2 separate regions of the Sus scrofa genome follow, and region 1 is linked to region 2. The links are chromatin contacts, called in public HiChIP or PLAC-seq maps. All regions are on one chromosome and are shown on one strand. The core of a region is the stretch at or near the end of the contact, and the rest is flanking DNA. Distances in the headings are between cores, read along the strand shown. Region 1 holds the start of NUP93 (nucleoporin 93). Region 2 holds the start of BBS2 (Bardet-Biedl syndrome 2 protein).

Region 1 (4,089 bases), core at 1,355-3,854, 140 kb after region 2:
TATAGTTTTATCACAATTGTATCTATGTATACATATATGTTTGGTTTTACTTTTTAGCTTTATTAGAATACTTGAGCTCATATTATATAGTCTTTTGCTACTTGCTTTTACCATTTAACATTATGTTTCCATGATCCGCCCATGTTGTCTTTATAACTATAGCATACTCATTTTCACTGCTGTGTGATAATAGTCCACTGTCATAATATCCACATTTTATTTATACTTTTTTTGTTAATGGACATTTGGCTTGCTGTTTTTTTTCCTCTGTCAGCATGCTGCTATAAAGATTCCTGCAAATATCTCCTGGTGCACATGCGTAAAAGTTTTTCTTGGGTGTGGATCAAGGAATGGAATAGCTGGGTTTTACAATATTGAGATACTCACCTTCAAAAGGTAAATGTCCTGATTTTTCATTTGGCAGTGTTACTTGAGTATTTGTCTCATTAAAAATTCTTCTTTACATAATGGAAAAAAAAAACAATGTAAAGGGATAAAACATTATTCAGATGCAAGATGCTGCTGTACTTGTAGTTATCATCTGACCACAACAGGATCTGGATATATTTGATAACTTTAGGACAAGGGCCATACCCATACATATTGTCAGTCAGCAACAATCATTTTTACAGAACCCACAATATGCTGGTATGAACTGTTAAACAAAGCTGGATACTAGTTAGAGTTGTAAGGACATATTTTAATCAGCAACGTACTGTTGCAGTAGGGAACAGAGTCCAGCATCAGTGGAACTCAACTTTGGTTTGCATAGAGATGACTGAGCTTTCCCCTTCCTTCCTCCCTCCTACTTCCCTCCCTCCCTTCCTTTCCTCCTTCCTTCCTTCCTTCTTTTTAGGGCTACACCTGCAGCATATGGAAGTTCCCAGGCTAGGGGTCAAATCAGAGCTGTAGCTGCTGGTGTATGTCACAGCCTCAGCAACACCACAGCCAAGGTGCATCTGTGACCCACAATGCAGCTTGTGGCAATGCTCGATCCTTAACCCACTGAGCAAGGCCAGGGACTGAATCGGGATTCTCATAGATACCAGTCAAATTCTTAATCTGCTGAGCCAAAATGGGAACTCCATGACTGGGCATTTCATAGGGGGAATCAGGGAATAGAGAGGGGGCTGAGCTCCACAGCATCCTTACATAGCTCTGGTCACGCACTAAGCACGTTACATGGAAATATACTTTTAAGGGGGAGTTCCCATCATGGCTCAGTGGTTAGCAAATCCAACTAGGAACCATGAGGTTGCGGGTTCAATCCCTGGCCTTGCTCAGTGGGTTAAGGATCCAGCGTTGCCATGCACTGTGGTGTAGGTCGCAGATGCGGCTCGGATCCTGAATTGCTGTCACTCTGGCATAGGCCGGTGGCTAAAGCTCTGATTCAGCCCCTAGCCTGGGAACCTCCATATGCCACGGGTGCGGCCTAGATAAAAAGACAAAAAAAAAAAAAAGATATACTTTTTAATTCCTGCTTTCTCACCGGATCATGACTGGGCCTTGTTCACTCTTGGCACATTGTGAGCACTAACATATGTTGTATGAGTGGGTACTGTGACAATTCTAGTCCCACAATCCTTATGTGTTGGACAAAGCAGTAGTCTCCTAGCTCCCATCTGCTGCCTACTGTCCATTCTCCACTCAGAGAGCTAGACGATTGTCCAGTGGCTTCCATTTGCACGAGGAATAATTTCAACTGCAAAGTCTGTCTTACTCCACCTAGCCTGGAGCATCCTCTTCCAGTCAAATTCTGTTCTTCAAACTCCATGGAGCCTTCAGTTTTGTTCCCTCTACTTGGAAAGTTCCGCAGCCAAGACTCAAGACTAGGCTGACTCTTGCTCCCTTCCTCCTTTCCTTTTCCTTCCTTCCTTCCATAGCCGCAGCCGCATGGTATGGAAGTTCTCAGGCTAGGCGTCAAACAGAATCAGAGCTGTAGGTGCCGGCCTACACCACAGCCCAGCAACACCAGATTCAAGGTGCACCTGCCACTTACGCTGCAGCTTGCGATGAGGCCAGATCCTTAACCCACTGAGCAAGGCCAGGGATCCAACCTGCGTCTTTGTGGATACTAGCTGGGATCTTAACCCGCTGAGCCACAACAGGAACTCCTGGGCCGCCCCTTTCTCATCAACGTTTCAGCTCAGCGGTCACCTCAGAGAAGCCTACTCTGACCATGTAGGCATTCTCTCTCCCATCACCCAGCTTTTTCCGAAATTGTCCTTAACAAACTCGAAGTGATTTATTCTATTGTGTTTTCCCTATCAGCCTGAGAACCTATTACGGCAGGATCTTGCCTGTCGTGATCACCACTGTGCCCCTCGGGGCCTAGAATAGTGCCTGGTACTCTGATGGCGCTCATAAAGGGCGAGAAATCCGCAGGCAATTGTAGAATCGCTTTCTCAGGCTATAGCTGACTAACCACTTGGGCGGGGTGAGGGCAGGGCCGCTGGCGTTCGGGGATTGACAACTCAGCCGAAGGCCCCGCCCCCACCCAGCACCCAGCTCCGCCCCAACCCCGTCCTTGTCCGTGTCTCCTCCTTGGGTCTCCATAAAGTTCATTTGGCGGCGCGCCGCGCGGGGGCTTCTGGGAAAGTCGGCCTTAGCCAATCAGGAAGCGCAGGCGCGCGGCGCGAGAACCGGCGGCCGCGTTCTCAAGCCCGGACCTGAGCGCGGACAAAGCTGCAGAGCCAGGTAAGGGTGGTTTTGGCCGGGTCCTTCCGACTCGAGGCATGTCCTTGAACCCAGGGCCCCGAGGCTAGGTAGAGCCCAGTCGCTAGTCTCAGAGCGGTGCTGCGCACACTTCCCGTTCGCCTCATGGCAGCCGGCACGCCTGACGCCGGCGACACAGCGCCCTGTCGAACCCCCCCCCCCCCCCCGCCCATTACAGCGTTAGGCTGCGCTTCAGCAGTGTCTTTTATCTGCCCTCATTCTGAATACAGAGCCTTGGCCTTCCGACTGCCCTCCTCCCGCGCTGCAGCGCTTTGCCGGCGTGCCACGCCCACCCCTACACTGCCAGCCCACCCCTCCACCACACTGCGCCTGATAACTTTCGTGCCTGCGCCCTGCCAACTCGCTCGCCCCTCGGGGATACACCCTGTTGGCAGGAAAAGGTTCTTTAGGCGAGGGTGATGACTCCGAGCCTTGGCCTGTCGTCTCTGTCTGCATCCAGGGGAAATGCTCCTTCTCATCCAGGGAGATAACTAGTGATTAGAACCTGGAGGTGGCCTTTACTTTCTCTGGGTTCACAGCACCTCATCCTCTGCAAAGGCAATGCCTATGTTTACCGGATCTCTTTTTAAGAAATTACGGGCCGACCACAGTGGTCTTTGTTCAAAATTTGGCTGACCCATTGACAGAGCCGCTGGTCGGGGTTTGCCCTTTATCGGGTGTGAGAAGACGGTTTCGATTTTTTTTTTGTTTTGACAGAAATGTCTTTCAGCATGAGTAAGGGTCACCTTTCTTTTCTGTCGTTGGGGGGGCGGGCGTGAGAGGATGTCCTTGGACATCTTAGCACATCTTTCTTTCAGCTATAATTCTTTGTGCATTTATTTGTGTTTGGGACATTTTCATTTTTCATTTATGGTGATCTCACTCAAAGCTTATAGTTCTGAATACCTATGTGTTAGGGAACAGGTCTCACATTTTAATCTCCAGCCTGAGCCTTTCCTTGATCTATATCCAGTTGCCTACTTAATATCTTCATTGAGATGGTTGGGAATCAAACGGAACCTATCAAGATAGCAAGCTCCCTTCCACCTCTCTTTCCAGACTCCTCTTGCTGTTTTTCCTTTTCTCAGTAGTGTAAAAGGCTCTGACCTATAACCAGTGAGTCATGCTTGACTGCTCTCTTTCTCGCCTGGATTTTTATTTATTTATTTATTTAATTTTACCACTGCACCTGTGGCATATGGCAGTTCCCGAGCTAGGGGTTGAATTGGAGCTGTAGCTGAGGCCTACGCCACAGCCATGGAATGCCAGATCAGAGCTGCATCTGCAATCTCTACTGCATTTGTGGCATCGCCGGATCTTTAACCCACTGAGGCAGGCAAGGGATCCACCCTGCATGTACATGGGTCCTTAACC
Region 2 (4,089 bases), core at 1,237-3,736:
TTACATAGGCCATAGCACCTCCTCTCTCTCCCCCGACTCCCATCTCCAGAAACAGACTTAGAATCAAGTGTACCTGCTTCTGACTCTATATCACATTCTAATAAAAGGGTTTCAAAAGGAACCTCTGCCTGATCTTCCTGTTTCCATTCCTACAGTTCCCTCCCTGCATCTGTTTGCAGCACCAGCCAGTAATCCTTTATCTAAAAACATAAACCAAATCCCATCACCCACTTTCTTAAAACCAAGGTCTTCACTATGGCATACCAGGCCCTAAATGATCCAGCTATTGGCTACTTTACTGCTTCCCTCATCCCACTCCAGCCCCAGCAGCCTTCTGGAACACACCAAGCATATCTCTACCTCAAGGCTGTTGTGCTTACTGATGCCTCTGCCTGGAGGACACTTACCTTGCCTATCTGCAGGGCTTGTTTCCTCATTGCCTTTCAAACCTCTGATCCACAGTTACCTTATCACAGGCCTATCTGACCACCGTCTAAAAGAGCAATATCCTCTCACACTCAACCCCTTACTCTGTTTTTCTTCTATCAAGACACTGTGCGCATGTGTTTGTGTGTCTGTGTTTCTGCTAACTGTCTGGTTCCCCCTCTCAAAGGTAACCTCCAAGGGGGTACAACTTGTCTGTCACATTCAACCTTGTACCTGCAGAGCTAAGAACAGTGCCCAGCACATACCAAGCCCTCAAAAAATCAGGGCTAAGCTAACATCCATGGGACTTTTTCAGCCCACTGAGTTAGCTGCTGTGCACCAATACGAATTCTTTTTCCTATTTGTCAGTGCCTTCCAACATTTTTATAACTAACATTATTACATGTCAGGCTCTGTGCTAAGGGTTTTACTCCATTATATTACTCAGTGAAAATGAATCATTACTTTTTACTTACATAGCCCAAGGCATAGCATATGGGAAAACATACAACATAGGTCGAAGTGTCTTGAAAACTACAAATCACTACCTAAATGTTAGCTTATTAAATCCACACTGGGGAGTTCCTGTCGTGGCGCACCGGAAACAAATCTGACTAGTATCCACAAGGATGTGGGTTCGATCCCTGGCCTTGCTCAGTGGGTCGGGGATACGGCACTGCTGTGAGCTGTGGTGTAAGTCAAAGGTGCAGCTCAGATCCCGTGGTGTAGGCTGGCAGCTGTAGCTCCGATTCAACCCCTAGCCTGGGAAGCTCCATATGCTTCAGGTGCAAAAGAAAGAAAGGAAGGGAGGAAGAGAGAGAGAGAAAGATACACAGACAGACACACTGGGTCACAGAACATGCACTCTAATCTCATTTCCACCACTTTCCAGTTGAGCGGCCTTAAACATTGCTTTGAACCTCTCTGAACTGTTATTTCTAATGAAGAAAATAACAGCTAACAATTAGTGACCACCGCCTAGATGCCAAGCACATGACACGTTGTAACATTTTAATCCTCTTAATAACCCTCTGTGGTAGAGACTAAGTACCTTGCTCAAGGTCATGAAATTAGCAGGTACTGGAGCCAGGATCTACCACACCTGTGCTATGCTGTTGCCATTGGCAATGCAGCAAGGATGCTGATATAATTAATGTAATAAGGCTTTGTGCTTGTTAAAAGTTACTACGCTTGATGTCACTGTATTCCATGTATGGTGGGCATGCCTCCGTCAATACACAGTGCCTTGATTTGCCTTGTCTATTGTCCTTCTGGACGATAAACTTTCTGAAAGTAAGCACTCCAGCTTTATCTCTGAATCCCCAAGATCTAGTACGAAGGAGAGTTCAGAAAGTCTGGTGAATGCCGAATGGCATATCTTTTTCATCTCTGTGACTCACAACTTGCACAGCACCTGCCACACAGGAAGCACCTAACAGGTACTTAGTGAATAAACAGCAGGATGAAAAGTGAATATACGTGGATAAAGATCAAAAGTGTAATTTGAGTCATTTAAGTTAGGGTGTCTTTGTAACTTTTTCCCCATAAAGTTGTTTAGCTCTGAGAGGCAGTTTGAGAGAAGTTCAGAGCTATAGGCAGAAGCCCTGGCCTCTAATCTGGGATCTGTCCCTACTGCTAACGCCGACCAAGCCCTTTCCCCTTTAGGGACTTCTCTTCCCCAAGCTCCCTAGCCGTACAGAGATTCCAACACGAGTCTAAGTACCTGAAGAGAAATAAATTGCTCAGCAAAGTCGTTCCCCGTTTTCACTCATTACTTCTGCGCAAGCTAAAGAGCTACAAACACTACGGACTCGGACTCGTTGCCGGGCAACCCTGGCTGGGGGCGGAGTCAGACAATGAAGAACTGGATTGCAGGGACACGCCCCGCGGGGGACTCCAGGGGCACTGGCTCCGTGCGGGTTGGGAGCAGGTGGGATTGGTTACCTTGCCCGCTTGGGTAGCGGCGGCCAGACACGGGTGAGTCCCGTCGTAGCGCCCAACGGCCACCATGCGGGGGCTGATTTTGTGGCGCAGTTTGAGGGTGAATACGGGCAGCAGCATGATGGCGGTGGCTCAGGAGAAAAGGGTTAGCGGCACGAGAGCGGAGCCGTGGAGCCCGCCTCACCCACCGCAGTGAGGGACGTGGGGACCAAGCCAGACCTGCTCCTGCAGCCTCAGGCCTGGCGGGAAACCGCTGCACCGACGTGGACCCCGGGCCGTTGGCTATTTCTGCGCCTGCGCAGGCCCGCCCACCTAGTTCTGCGGCTGCGCGTTCTGGCCTCGCGCTGGGCTGAGTCTGAAGTTGGGTCCCAGTGGTTGGGTCTGCTTTTTGTTGCTGTAACTTAACGGCGATGGGACTCATCGGGTCTACTTCGGCAGTTTCCGAGCCAGTGCATCCCTGGGGCTTCTTCTAGCACCACAACCAAGTTGCTGCACCGTTGCAGTTTACACACATTTCTACGCCACTCCAAACGGTCATTAATTCAAGAAATATGCCTTGAATGCCTACTTTGCCCCTTAACTTTAGCTGTTATGTTGATGCCCACGGTAGTTCTTAAATGTATCAATCACCTCCCCCCCCCCAAAAAAATGCTTTAAACTCTCAACTTTAAACAGCCCGTGGCCCTTTGTAAGATTCCCTGAGTATATATACATATAATGTACATATGTGTGTGTATATTTATGTGTGTGTGTGTGTGTATATATATATATAAATTTTTTTTTTTTTTTTTTTTTTTTTTTTTGCTTTTAAGGGCCACATCCACAGCATATAGAGGTTCCTGGGCTAGGGGTCGAATTGGAGCTGCAGTCGCTGGCCTATGCCACAGCCACTGGAACGCGGGATCCCAGCCGAATCTGCAAGACCTACACCATAGCTCACGGCAACTACGGATCCTTTAACCCACTTGAACAAGGCCAGGGATCAAACCCGCAACCTCATGGTTCCTATTCGGGTTCATTTCCTCTGCGCCACGACAGGAACTCCTCCCTGTATATTTTTAAAGCAGGACATGCAAAGTCACTAAACTTTTTCAGCATTTTTTCAAATAGTTTTTAAGGGCTTGCTCTGTGGGGGGTACTGTTCTGGGCAATATGGCAGCAAACATAAGACAAACTTCTGCTCTCCTGTTGCTGACATACAAGTCAGGGGAGAGAAACACTAAACAGGAAATACAAATGGGAGGTCATTTGGTGGTTAAGTGCTAAGGAAGGGAGAGAGATTGACTTCTGGAGGGAGTACAATTTTTTTCTTTTTTTGTCTTTTAGGGCCGCACCAGCAGCATGTGGAGGTTCCCAGGTTATGGGTCCAATCAGAGCTGTAGCTGCCGGCCTATACCACAGCCACAGCAACACTGGATCCGAGCCACGTCTGCGACCTACCTCACGGTTAGCAGCAATGCTGGATCCTTAACCCACTGAGCGGGGTTTTTTAACTGCTGAGCCACAATGGGAACTCCGGGGGTACAATTTTAAATAAGGTGGTGGGGAAGAGACCTCACTGAGAAAGTGACATTCAGGCCAGAACTTGAAAGAAGTAAAAGAATTATTTCTGAGGAAGAGTGTTCCAGCAGAAGAAATTCAAGTGCAAAGGCACTGAGGGATCACCTTGGTTGTCTGCTAGAAATAAAAACATTCAGGTGTGTTTGGGATGAGACGAGTAGG

The links. HiChIP or PLAC-seq counts read pairs in DNA pulled down with a chosen protein or histone mark.
Region 1: a contact with region 2 is called in an H3K27ac HiChIP or PLAC-seq map of alveolar macrophages. The contact joins the promoter of NUP93 here to the promoter of BBS2 in region 2. A contact is called at or near these places in 1 of 5 promoter capture datasets (fetal skeletal muscle) and 1 of 2 datasets of contacts at active chromatin or transcription factors (alveolar macrophages).

Annotation. Positions count from the first base shown.
Region 1 is chr6:18,709,288-18,713,376 of Sscrofa11.1, forward strand. NUP93 (nucleoporin 93) reads left to right here and starts at 2,605. Exons shown (of 23, transcript NM_001244152.1): 1 at 2,605-2,697.
Region 2 is chr6:18,572,852-18,576,940 of Sscrofa11.1, forward strand. BBS2 (Bardet-Biedl syndrome 2 protein) reads right to left here and starts at 2,487. Exons shown (of 18, transcript XM_021093887.1): 1 at 2,371-2,487. The coding sequence starts at 2,487.